Linked DNA regions of Danio rerio: all the other regions are linked to region 1. The links are chromatin contacts, called in public Hi-C and HiCAR-type maps. All regions are on one chromosome and are shown on one strand. The core of a region is the stretch at or near the end of the contact, and the rest is flanking DNA. Distances in the headings are between cores, read along the strand shown. Region 1 holds the start of irx5a (iroquois homeobox 5a). Region 2 overlaps fto (FTO alpha-ketoglutarate dependent dioxygenase). Region 3 holds the start of fto (FTO alpha-ketoglutarate dependent dioxygenase).

Region 1 (4,077 bases), core at 979-3,478:
AATATGGCCCGTATTATCATAGCTATAAATGAGATGCCGTGCGCCAGCTGTGTCCTTATTATGCAGCTCGAGATAAATGAAGTGCAAAACACCATACGTCACCAGCAATTCTCAGTCCATAAGAAGTCAAATTAGAGGAGTTCAAGGTGATTATTATTTAAAGCAATTCTCCCATTATAAATAATATACCACCATTAACCAGCAATCAATTTTGCGCCCGGAGTGGAAACGACTGCGATGAAAAATTGATGATTTTTCCACAGACCTGCCTCTGTGTCTGTGGAGTCTCCCTTGTCCGTGGGCTTGTTTGGCTCGTCGTCGTCGTTTTTCTCTAGATCAATGTTTTCGTCCTCCTCCTCGTCTTCACTCCGGTTCCGTGGGGTCCAGGTCATCTTGTTCTCCTTTTTTAGCCTCCTCCTGGCGTTGGCGAACCAGGTGGACACTTGAGTGAGGGTCATTTTAGTGATGATGGCCAGCATGATCTTCTCGCCTTTGGTGGGGTACGGGTTTTTCCGGTGCTCGTTAAGCCAAGCTTTCAAAGTAGCTGTGGCGTCCCGGGTAGCATTCTTGCGGTAAGCTGGGTCTCCATACGGGTACGAGCCCAGGGGAGCAGCATAAGGATGATACCCTATAGACCCGGCCATGCCTGTCGTGTGGTCATAAGGTGAGCTCTGCAAAGAGCCAAACCAATTGTTTCATTAGCAAAATATCACTTTGGACACCTGCGCACAATGCAGGATTGCTTTCAAATCGCTTACACAAACACTCAAAAGCCAGCATAAACAAACACACACACTTACGCACACACACATGCATGCCACATGTACACACTTTACGTCTAATTAATCGAAATTGTAAGTACAAGGCCGCGGGGTCACGTATTTTATCGTTTAATTTTGGCTAGATGCCTCATTTCACCCAAAAAGAATGACTGTAAAATACATTTTTACAACTTTCTTTCCAAATCCCCCTTCTTTGTTAATGATCATAAATCTCATTTCGACAGCTTTACTGACTTTTGACTATGTTTATTTTCAGATTAGCCAGCTAATTAGAAGTTACAGCTTTATGTAGGGTCATCTGACAGCGTGTTGACCAGAGCTGGCCTACGTGTGCGCAACCCACATTTAAATAGCCGGTAAAACATGTTTCCTTTAAGTAGCTTATTTGACTAAATACACGCCTGAGACAAATTGGAACAACTGATAATTTATTCTCTTTGATATCAGAAATATTCATCACAGACCAAATAGTTGAAGAAATCACGTTGTCACAAATGACAACATAAATAACATCAATTGTTAAATGGTTGTTCTTTTGCCTTCAGTAAATAATTTAAATTATGTGTGCGTGTTTTTTTCTGTTTGCATTTAATACTTTGCATTTGTTTTCAATAAAATATCCTCGTGCACTTTATCAAATGTTTATTTGAAAACAATTTGTTTTTTCACTTTATTATTATTATTAATAATAATAATAATAATAATAATAATAATAATAATAATAATAATATTTTACTACATTATGATTTAAAGTGACATGAAACCCAGCCACATTCCGCGAATGCATATTTGATTGCTAAAACCGCAAATGTTGCGCAAATGATTAGTGCAGCACAATATCAATAACAACGAAGCGTAAAAATGTATTTTGCCAACTTTCCAGAAGTAGAAACTAAACAAGAGAGTAAAAAGCGCACTCACCACATAAGAGGTGAAAGTAGCAGCGGCGGCCGCATCAGCACTGTACGGGAGATGGGAATTGTAGCCTGGCGAGGCGCTGGTGAACGCTGTAGATCCGGCATAGGGAGCGAAAGCAGAGCCAGAGGAAGATCTCCCTAGCTCCTCTGTCCGGGGTCCCGAAATCACGCTTGTACTGTAGGCAGGACACGAATAGAGTGCCAAAGAGGCGGATGGCTGATACAAGTAGCCCTGAGGGTACGCCATGGTGAAGATCCAAATATAAGCTTCTCACTTGAGTTCTTCTCCCTCAAACTCTCACGCGCTCGCCGCGCTCGCTCATAGAGTTCCGAGTAAACAGACCTCCGTCCTGTCCTCCTCGCGTCTAGCAGTGATGGAAATTAAAGAGAACGACGATTGCATAGACTTCACACTCGTTAATCAGTCGTTGTCAGACTCGCTCGCGGATTTTCGAGGCGCTCTCTCACCCTCTGAGCGCTCTGTGACTCTCATGCCGAGCGCGCGGGACAAGTTTTTTGCTCTCAGATGGGGCTTTGCTTCGGAGAGTGTCCTGCCAGGATGCTAAGTTGAAAACTGAGGATTCTGACGCCTACTATGAGCCTCTCGCTCCTCCTCTCGGGGTGTAGTCATCGAAAGAAAAGGCAAACTGGAGCTGGGTTACAGCAGCCCAGCCTGAATCGATTCTCTCTCTCTCTCTCTCTCTCTCTCTCTCTCTCTCTCTCTCTCTCTCTCTCTCTCTCTCACTCACACACACACACACACACACACACACACAGCATTCGTACCCTGGCACTCACTAACAATCTCCCCCGCTATCCCCCTATTTTTGTCTCTAACAAGCCTCATTGCCTTAGACTGAGCAGCTACAGCCCCTGGATGGCGGTCTCATGCGAGCCAGTGCATCAACTTCAACTTTCCTCATTTTCTAAATAGACGAAGCTTTCATTTTCACACGATTAATACCAAATGGACTGTTATCTTCCTGGGACGGCTTGCCAGATACAACAGGAGACGCTACAAGTACTGTTTGCAGCTCTTCACCCAGCTCGGTTCTGAGCGTTCATTGTGCGCTTGTTTGACGCGTGTAGATATCTATAATTTTACTAAGAAGACGCGACAGTCGGTAATGCATCGAGCCGTCGTGTCAGCTGAACGCGGGCAGGTTTTGACGTTGTGTTCTTTGGTTTTGTAAATTATGGAGACTTTTTGGAGAGGGAGATTATATTGCTTAATTTTACCCTATAAACATATCGCTATGTGTTTTCTTTTTACAGAAACAAAGCTGTTAACAAAGACTGCATGCGCGCTTAGATCAATTCTCAGCGGTAAGAAAGTGAAGAAGTAACTTTTGACAGGTGTTAACTGATTTGTCCGCTGGACAGTTTTCGCCTTAGATCCCGGAACAAACCAGATCTTCTTCTCCTTTACACCAAAGCCCCAAGCGCAGACAGATTAAGACCATATGAACCACGGCAAATCCACCACGACCAGGGGCTCTAAGCCCCTTTGATTCAAACAGATATATTCCTCTGCGGTGGAAGATCTCTTCGTGCATTTTATTCTGTTTGCCGTCAAACTAAATTGTGTGCGTCCATGTTAACAATGGAGATATATTAGTTTAGGTAGCTAAAATGCATTTTGTACTAATCCGATAATCAACAAATAAACATAACTGAGAAACTTAATAAAAGAGCAAGCTGAATTGAATGCCATGTTCATCATTATTTTCTTAATTTAAATGCCGTACACAAGCATTCACACAAGTGGTGAAATTGGCCACAAAGTTGCATTATTAATTTAGCATTATTTACCATATATTTCCCCTATTGCCAGGTAAGCCGGTGAATGCATACAATACTAATCATAAATAATAATAAAAAGCTTAATCTAAACAAATAAGTAAAGTCAATGATCTGGCTCACTTGTTAAAGTCTTTGTGAGCCGAAAGGGATCGCTGTAGGCGCTTCTACAGAGTGTGTGCATGAGGTCACGTGCTACTGCTCTCTCAAGAGTGAAGAATGATGACGCTCAAACTCAGTGGACAAATGTTAAGTTCAAAGCAAAACAAACTGGAGAAGTGCGAAACTCCGCGTTGTCGACTGCGATATTGAATATGTTTGTGTTGTATCTGCACCACCCGCGAGTGCATATACATTACTAAAATTCATTTGAGGAACAAGAAGGATATGGGTTATTTTTCGACATATTGTAATGCTGAAATTAAATAATGATCGCTTTTATAACAATTAATTATTATAAAACTCCATATACCTTGTATTTATTTATCTTTAAATATAAAAAACATTATTCTTTCTTTCTTTCTTTCTTTCTTTCTTTCTTTCTTTCTTTCATTTACTGAAGCACAGTGGATGTGTCC
Region 2 (4,514 bases), core at 1,202-3,701, 560 kb after region 1:
TCTCCACCATATTTCCAATGTTGTTTCCATTAAGCGGTTCACATTAATTCATGAGGTACAGGTTGAAGAGAGAGAGAGAGAGAGTGTATGTGAGTAAGAGTGAGAGAGAGAGAGAGAGAGAGAGAGAGAGAGAGAGAGAGAGAGAGAGAGAGAGAGAGAGAGAGAGAGAGAGAGAGTTGTTTTATCAGGATGTCATTCAAATGGAGGGGTGAAAATTTGCATCACAACAGCCTGAAGAGCGAGAAAGAGGGAGACGCAAGAAAAGAGAAAGAAGGGAAACGTAAAGAGAGAAACCCCCATGGGAGAGGAGCGGTTTTAATAAACAGCAGGAAAAGGGAGAACACACGAAGAAACACACAAACCGGCCAACCTCGAACCTGCACAGACTGCAAAAAAACAAAAAAACACACACACCAAAAGTGCAGGAAGGCCAACGAGACAATTCCCCACAATCTAGAAAAACACATGTCTCTGTTAAATGCCATGACTGTCGGCTGAAATCATACTTAAACGAATTTAAATCAGCCATGAAAATATCAGATATTAGGGATTCAAATGAGTATTTATTTTATAAAGCGCTTTCACATTCACGAGAGGTTTATTCAAGCTCCAACAATTCTACCAATTCAATATTTGTACAACTAATAAAACGCATAAACGCCTAGATCAGGTTAAACTAAATGCACACTCAATTTGAAATATACATCTATGAATATTTTTTCTGAAAGGTGGGATTTTAAGAATTACCGATGAGGAAATGTAAATAAAAATGTGATTAAAATGCTTTTATTATGCTTAATAAAATAGATTATATAATGAGATACATTAAAAATAAACTTCCTAGATTTTTCTTGTGGTAAAATAATATATATATATATATATATATATATATATATATATATATATATATATATATATATATATATATATATATATATATATATATATATATATATATATATATATATATATATATATATATATATAATTTTTTATTATTATTATTATATTTATATTTATATAATAGAAATATTTCCCAAATGATGTTTAACAGAGCAAGGTAAAAGTAAGTCTAATAATATTTTGTCTTCTGGAGAAAGTTTTATATCAGCTAGGATAAAAGCAGTTTTGAATTTTTTTAAAAAGATTTTAAGGTCAAAATTATTAGCCCCTTTGAGCTATATATTTGTTGGATAGTCTATAGAACAAACCTCATTATACTATAACTTGCGTAATTACCCTAACCTGCCTTGCCTAATTACCCTAACCTGCCTAGATAACCTAATTAACCTAGTTAAGGCTTAAAAGTGCCCTTTAAGAATACTAGTATCTTGAAAAATATCAAGTCAAATATTATTTACCGTCATCATGGCAAAGATAAAAGAAATCAGTTATTATAGATGAGTTATAAAAACTATTATGTTTAAAAATATGTTGAAGAAATCTTCTCTACATTCAGCAGAAATTGGGGGGGGATTAACAGGGGAATTAATAATTCAGACTTCAACTGTATGGTCTCGGTGCAACTTAATTGTACAATATACAATAAAATACACAATATGCTTTAAAAGCATAGTAAATGTAAGTATAGTGTCTACTTTAAAAACAGTGAACATAAAATGTCCTTATATTTGTGAAATGTTCTGACGGCCTTCTGAATAACATTTGTAAAACAACAACAAAAAAATATAATAATAATAATAAAAATAATACTAATAATAATAGTTGTTGTTATTTATTTTTTGTTATTATTATTATTATTATTATAATACACAAAGTATTACATTGAAAATATTTTAATACAACTTAGCAAAACTTGTTTAAAGGATAATGGGAAATCATACACATTTATATAATTTATACCGATATTGGATTATTGTTGTGCGTGTCCACTTTTGTCACTAATAAATATTTTACCAAAAAAATTACTAAAAAAAAATAATAATAATAAATAAATAAATAAATAAATAAATAAATATATATATATATATATATATATATATATATATATATATATATATATATATATATATATATATATATATATATATATATATATATATATATATATATATATACTAAATGCTATACACAGAAACTAAAATATACCCTATTACACAGGTGAATGTCAGCACTATTAAACTGTTTCTGGAAACAGAAGGAAAACTGGTATCTCATCTGAGACTGTCTCACCCCTTCTCTCTCTCTTTCTCTCTCTCTCTCTCTCTCTCTCTCTCTCTCTCTCTCTCTCTCTCTCTCTCTCACACACACACAAACACACACACACACAAACACACACACACACACACACACACACACACACACACACACACACACACACACACACACACACTCACACACACTCAAGAGGCTGTCTTTAGCCCCAGCAGCACATTAGATGTGATTACTGCTCAAAGAGCGAAACGGGCAGTGAGAAACAGGCAGACTGTGATGATACAACAGTGCCCCCTACTGAAAGACCCTTTAGCACTGAGAACACAAACACAGGCATAGAGACCAAACACGTGTCAAACAGACAGTTCTGATCAGCTGTGATGGCCTAGATGTAAATAACCACTGTGTGTGTCCAGTACTGAAAGCCTGGATGCTGACCTGCTTAAAGAGGTCAAGTGCGGTCAGAAGGTTTATGACGAGAACAACAACTTCTTGTCCCTTCTTGTTTTCTTTTTTAATTGAATTAAAGGCTGCAGAAAATAACTTTGACCAGTAATTATTACAAGCTACAATATTATGTGGTTTAAATAAATCACATTTTATTTCTTAACTGCAGCGATGTGATTAATTTAAGCCATCTATAAATGCACAACGGAAAATATCAAGCTGCACATCTCCCAACCTCAGTGGAAAAAGTCATTTGATAGGTTTATCTACAGTACATACCTCAAGGTTACTTTCCCAGACACCACAAAGACAGCACCTGTGTTATATTCCTTACATTAAGCAACCGCAGCTAAAATATGAGGATGAAAAGTACAACGTGTTAACTAATACAACTGCTAATGGGGGGGGGGTGTCGCTGGGTCGAACCTCGGCTCAGTTGGCCTTTCTGTGTGGAGTTTGTATGTTCTCTCTGTGTTAGTGTGGGTTTCCTCCGGGTGCTCCGGTTTCACCCACAGTCCAAAGACATGCAATACAGGTGAATTGGGTAAGCTAAATTGGCCGCTGTGTATGAGTGTGTGTGCATGTGTTTGTGGATGTTTCCCAGAGATGGGTTGCGGCTGGAAGGGCATCCATTACGTAAAAACTTGCTGGATAAGTTGGCAATTCATTCCGCTGTGGCGACCTCGGATTAATAAAGGGACTAAGCCGACAAGCAAATGAATGAATGAATAATAATGATAATATTAATAATAATAATAATAATAATAATAAAAGTAATTAAAAATAATAATAATAACAATTATAATAATAATAATAATAATAATTGTAATAACAGTAATAATAACTATAATAATAATAATAATAATAATAATAAAAGTAATAAATAATAATAATAATAATAATAATAAAAATAATAATAATAATAATAATAACAATAATAATAAAAATGATAATAACAAAAATAATAATAACAATAATAATAATAATAATAATAATAATAATAATAATAATAATAATAATAATAATAATAATAATAATAATATAACAATAATAATAACAATAATAATATTAATAATAACAATAATAATAATAATAATAATAATAATAATAATAATAATAATAACAGCAATAATAATAATAATATTCCAGATAAGGATTTTCATTTTTTCAATTATATATACATAAAATGATCATAAAAGAAACTACATATTCAAATGTTCTAATCTCTCATGTACATATTTGTCTGCCTCCCTCATTCTTGTCGTCTGGACGGCCACACACAGAACCTGCACACTTGTTTCACATTCACCACATGAACTGCGGATTTAAATAAATGTAAAATGTGTTAAACAGCGCTGAGGTTACAAGTGGTAGCAGAAAGCAGAATCAAATTAGCCAAAACATTTCATAAACAAACACTGCGACTGGCAAGCTGTGTGTCAGACGCTGAACTGAGCGAAAAATCTGGAGGCCTCACTCCAACTCTCTTACCATTCTCTCCATTTCCTTCCAATCTTTCTCCATCTGCTCCATGGGTTTAGTCCACCAGCTGCAGAATCGAGCGTAACGCCGGCCCTGGAACCAGTACTGCCTCAGCCACTCAAACTCCACCTAAAAGAGCAGCACAGGTCAACATGTTAAAGCTGCAGCCTGTCTCCACACCGCTGGAGACATCACAATGAACTGCAAAAAAATATGAACGTTTCCAATTTTTTCCCAATTTTTTTCTGTCTATTGCTAGTTGGACAGACTGGTACTGTTGTTCTGGCAAAAACTCAAACAATACATTTAATTCATGAAGTGTGAAACTCAGTGGTGGCTCAGTGGTTAGCACAGCCACCTGACAGCAAGAAGGTTTCCTGGTTCAAGTCAGTTGGTATTTCTGTGTGAAG
Region 3 (4,293 bases), core at 154-2,653, 630 kb after region 1:
GTGTTGTAACACCAGATGTTTACAAATCACCACAACACACTACATCAAACAGACTAAAGCAAAGTTGATTTTAAGTAGTCTGAATATGGCATGAACTATGCAAGCAGTACGCTCTCTTGAAATGCAAAACCAACACACTATTATGTGTATTTTGATTTTCAAACAAAAGCATTTTGACTGTAGAGAACATCCGAAATTTACGAATCAACTTCTCAGGAACAGGTATAAATCTTTAAATATGACAGCATGTTAAACCACACACTTCCTCATGGGAATGATTTGTGTAACAGTTGTACAGGACTTTACCCAATAAATAAAAAATTACCCGAAACTGACATAAAATGTAGCAAAAGGTAGTTAACTTTAAAACTTTTACTAATACTAAAAACTTTAAAACTTTTACTAATAAAGAACTCACTTTCGATGTATATTCTGCCCTGCCTGGTTAATTTCTTACCTACTGAGTCTACTTATAATAGGGCTATTTAAAAGCCTGCTTGATTCTGGCTATTGCATCAACATCAATATCGAGGCTTGATAGAATTGATTCTCATGAATGCACAAACTGACTAAATGTATACCTTGAATGGAATGCAACAAGCTGTGTGCTCTTTGTCTAAGGTAGTTATTTGTAAGACCTGCACCATGTAATCAGCCTCTCATTGTTTATGTTGGTATAAAACCAAATAAATGACTGCCTAAACGTTCAGGGTCAAAAAGCTTCAAACCATAATGCTTAACAAAAATGACACACTGAAAAGCAACAAGTTCAGATAAACACAGCTGCACAACAACATCAATCTGTATATGCTAAATTATAAACACAACCGTTTCATTTCCAGCCCAAGCTCATATGTGAATCATGTGTTTAGTCAGAAAACAGGTGTAAACCCAACACATGCGCTTCATTCTGAAATAAACTAGAAACAATGGGTTCAGCAGAGACACCTTCAGAGAGTGACAGACACCTGGACTAGTCTCACATCTCCTCTCGACTTCATTCATTACCACCATCACTGAACACACTGTAACGCCGCCACACAGCCCGTTCAAGCAAAGTCAGAGTGTGGCAGTCATGAGAAAACACTCCCCCTGCGCGGTGCCTTAACACACACTCGCGTGCCGGACGGCTGTGTGCTCAAAGAGGCAAAACTCCTCCGATAAAAGAATGGAAACATTACAGGAGCAAACAGCAGCATCACATGCGCACTTCAAATGAACACACAGCACCAACCAGCGCATGCAATACCGCCGCGGACGCACTGAACGGTGGCTTATAAACTCCACAACTACATGTGCTGCTTGGCGAACTGAGAGAAAACTACAAGCGATACCTTTCTCCTCTTTTCCCTCTCACTGTCATCCGATCTTTTCATGTTCCTGAAGTACTGTTTACGCTGCCTCGGTTTCATAGCGCGCAGCGCTGGGTTATGTAGTCTTGAGAAGTGTGCCGTTTTCTTGTGAAATTATAGTGAGTAGATTTAAATATGAAATAAGCAATGTTTATAATGGTGTATGACACGTGCATGGCAATAAACGGCGTGTTGTTGTTTTATGTCAGCGTCTTGTTCTTTAGGTCCTTCCCAGTATTACGTTAAGAACTACGTTTCCCAGAATCCTTGCGCCAGGAAAGCCACGCTTGAAATTTGAGTCAAACCGGAAGTGGATATAGGTGCTTCTCACTTGTGGTAAAGTGGCGAGTTTGAAATAGTGTGCTCTTGCATTCTTGAAGTCATATTTTTAGCGAATTGAAGGAATTATGTACTAAATATACAGAAAGTGCATATTAATAGCTTATGGAGGTACCCTGCTGTGAGTAATAGAAATGCAGCACATGAAAAGTGCTCAGGTATTATTCTCTTGTCTTTTAGATATACAGTATATAAGCATTTCATGTTATGACATGTTAAAACTATATCATTGCTTTTGTTATTGAGACCAGGCTTTGAAAGTACATCAAGAGTAGGCTATACAAATAAATACATTAGGCCATTTTCACAGATATTTATATATTATGGTAAATATGTTTGTACATGTCAGTGTACTTAAACATTGTTTATATATATATATGTGTGTATATATATATATATATATATATATATATATATATATATATATATATATATTATATAAACACAATTTTTTTTGATAAACACTTAAAATATCTTGGCACAGTAAACATCTCAAACTAAATAATTAAAATAAATCACTGACCTCTGCTGTCTTCGTTACTTTTAAAAACACTTTGGAGATCTTTCTTTTCTTTGTGTATAAAGGCACTGCACTGCTCAGCTCTTAGCATGCTTGGATGTTGGCTTATAAGCGATTTGTTTTTCAGATGTTGAATCGTGGGCTGACCGATAGCTTTTGATGTGGAGATAATGTAACCAGAGCCGGATTAACCAATGGGCATTATGGGCACAGGCTCAGGTACCCGTGCGCACTAGAGGCCCCTGCGAGGGGGAAAAAATTGTCAATTTTGGAGTGTCTGTTTAGGCTAAATGCAATTAGCGCAGCTTGTTGGAGTAAGCTAGTCAAGCAATTCACGCCCATCACCGTTTGATTGACAGAGACAACATAACCACAGACAGCAGCGTGAGTGGCGTCGCTCGTAAAGCGCATGGCAACATGTTTTGACGTGATCGATTATGAACCCGGTTTCGAATCCAGCGTCTTATGAACAAGTTCTTCTTTTTTCCCCCACTACATATCAGATTTTGCCTACTCATTAGGAATCATTAGGAAGACAAGTGGGAATCCTTAAAATATACATTTATTACTGCTTCGGTGAACTTGAACAAGTAAATTAAAATCCATTAATTTTTACTAGTTGTATTAGTATTTTTTTTTATCAAAGTATGCTTTAAATGCTTTAAAAAATAAATTATATCTTTGTGGACATGAAATATATGTACAGCATATCATTTATTTAAAAAATGCGGGCAATACATTATAGATTAATTTTATTTTTAAAAAATTATATTAATCTTATTTTTTAATTCAACTATGATGGTATAAGTGTGCGGCTAGGTAGGGGGCCTTCAAGACATTGTGCCCAGGGGCCTATTATATTATATAAATTCTCTGAATTCTTAATCCAGGCCTGTCTGTAACCCTAAAAAATGTAATGAAATAGTCATAAAAGCTTAAATAAACTGTAGGTACAGTATAACAGAAAATTTTGGCGGTGTGACAGTGGTAAACCTTGAAACTGGTTATCAAGCCATTTAGTGTGTGTATGTGTGTTCAGTAATGTTCAAGAAGAACTCTAAACATTATTGGGACTAGGTTTTGTAAAATTTTGACACTTGATATAAAAAAAGATAATTTAATTTGAACATATGAATCAGATTTCGCCAAAATATATATTTTATATTAAAGGCCCAATTAAAACACACCGTCCTCCTACAATCAGATATAATTATGATTGTCTTGAAGCCAATGTGACCCAGTGATTGCACGTGGGTGCAGTTTGTTTTGACAATGGGCTAATTAACATCAGAGTGTAAATTAATAAGATAAGATTACACCGTAATTAGGTGAAATAATATAGCTGAGTTGAAACAGAGCAGCTTAGCCACTGTTTCTACTCTCCTGAGGTTTAGCCTTGCCTTCAGTGAATGGAAATCAGAAACAGAGCTTTGCAGCTCCTACAAAAATAGTCACCGTGCTTTGAGCATATTCCAAAAAGTCAGCCTTGCCAGGTCTCCTACAACCTCCTCTCCAGCTTTTGCCCAGGTGCTGTACAGCTGAAGACAGAAGGGCCCCAAAGCAGGATATTCTATTTTCCAAAAACACCACTTTGAGCTGTAATAGAATATGTAGCAGCATTTGTGTATGACATGGACATAACCCCCTCTGAGCGTCTGAGGTCAACAGATATCTCGTAATGCATGTGAAGCGGTGTTGAAAAGCGCTCCGCTGGTTCCCAGTTTCAGCCGAGGACAAAAGGACCGGCTCTGTGAAAGATATACAGGCACGAGCCCCGCGGAGGGCCAGGGGGGTATTAAAAGGTTTCGAAACACCTGCTATGTATTAGCATTACAGACTTTGATCAGTGTCTTCATTAGACTTCTTTGTAATCTCTCTTCTTTTATGATAGGGCCGACCGAGGCGAGCCTGGTACGCAGATTGAACACATGTGTTTTCTTCACCTGTCTTGTAAAAAGCTCAAAGCGCTCATACTTTCAAAGATTTCAGTATCTCTGTCATCTTGTTGCAATAAACACGAGGGCTCTTTTGATTCCTATTTATAACCTACATTTCCGCCCTTCTCTTTTAGCTTCGGAGGGA

What was found. A called contact is a pair of places that touch in the nucleus more often than the background predicts. HiCAR-type assays count read pairs that join an accessible place to other places.
Region 2: a Hi-C map of embryo shows a contact between it and region 1, with 5 times the contacts expected there. The contact joins the enhancer-like site here to the promoter of irx5a in region 1. A contact is called at or near these places in 3 of 18 Hi-C or Micro-C datasets (caudal fin and embryo) and 2 of 4 datasets of contacts at active chromatin or transcription factors (caudal fin and embryo).
Region 3: a HiCAR-type map of caudal fin shows a contact between it and region 1, with 18 times the contacts expected there. The contact joins the promoter of fto here to the promoter of irx5a in region 1. A contact is called at or near these places in 1 of 18 Hi-C or Micro-C datasets (caudal fin) and 1 of 4 datasets of contacts at active chromatin or transcription factors (caudal fin).

The regions. Positions count from the first base shown.
Region 1 is chr7:35,819,292-35,823,368 of GRCz12tu, forward strand. It overlaps irx5a (iroquois homeobox 5a), which reads right to left and starts at 2,229. Exons shown (of 3, transcript NM_001045227.1): 1 at 1,704-2,229; 2 at 266-671. The coding sequence starts at 1,946.
Region 2 is chr7:36,377,505-36,382,018 of GRCz12tu, forward strand. fto (FTO alpha-ketoglutarate dependent dioxygenase) reads right to left here. Exons shown (of 10, transcript XM_001345874.9): 7 at 4,114-4,233. Among named protein-coding and RNA genes, the nearest start is that of fto, 71 kb to the right of the region's middle. Within about 2 kb of position 2,452, at least 4 of the 62 cell types and tissues checked have an H3K27ac peak or open chromatin away from gene starts, as enhancers often do.
Region 3 is chr7:36,448,941-36,453,233 of GRCz12tu, forward strand. fto (FTO alpha-ketoglutarate dependent dioxygenase) reads right to left here and starts at 1,404. Exons shown (of 10, transcript XM_001345874.9): 1 at 1,335-1,404. The coding sequence starts at 1,376.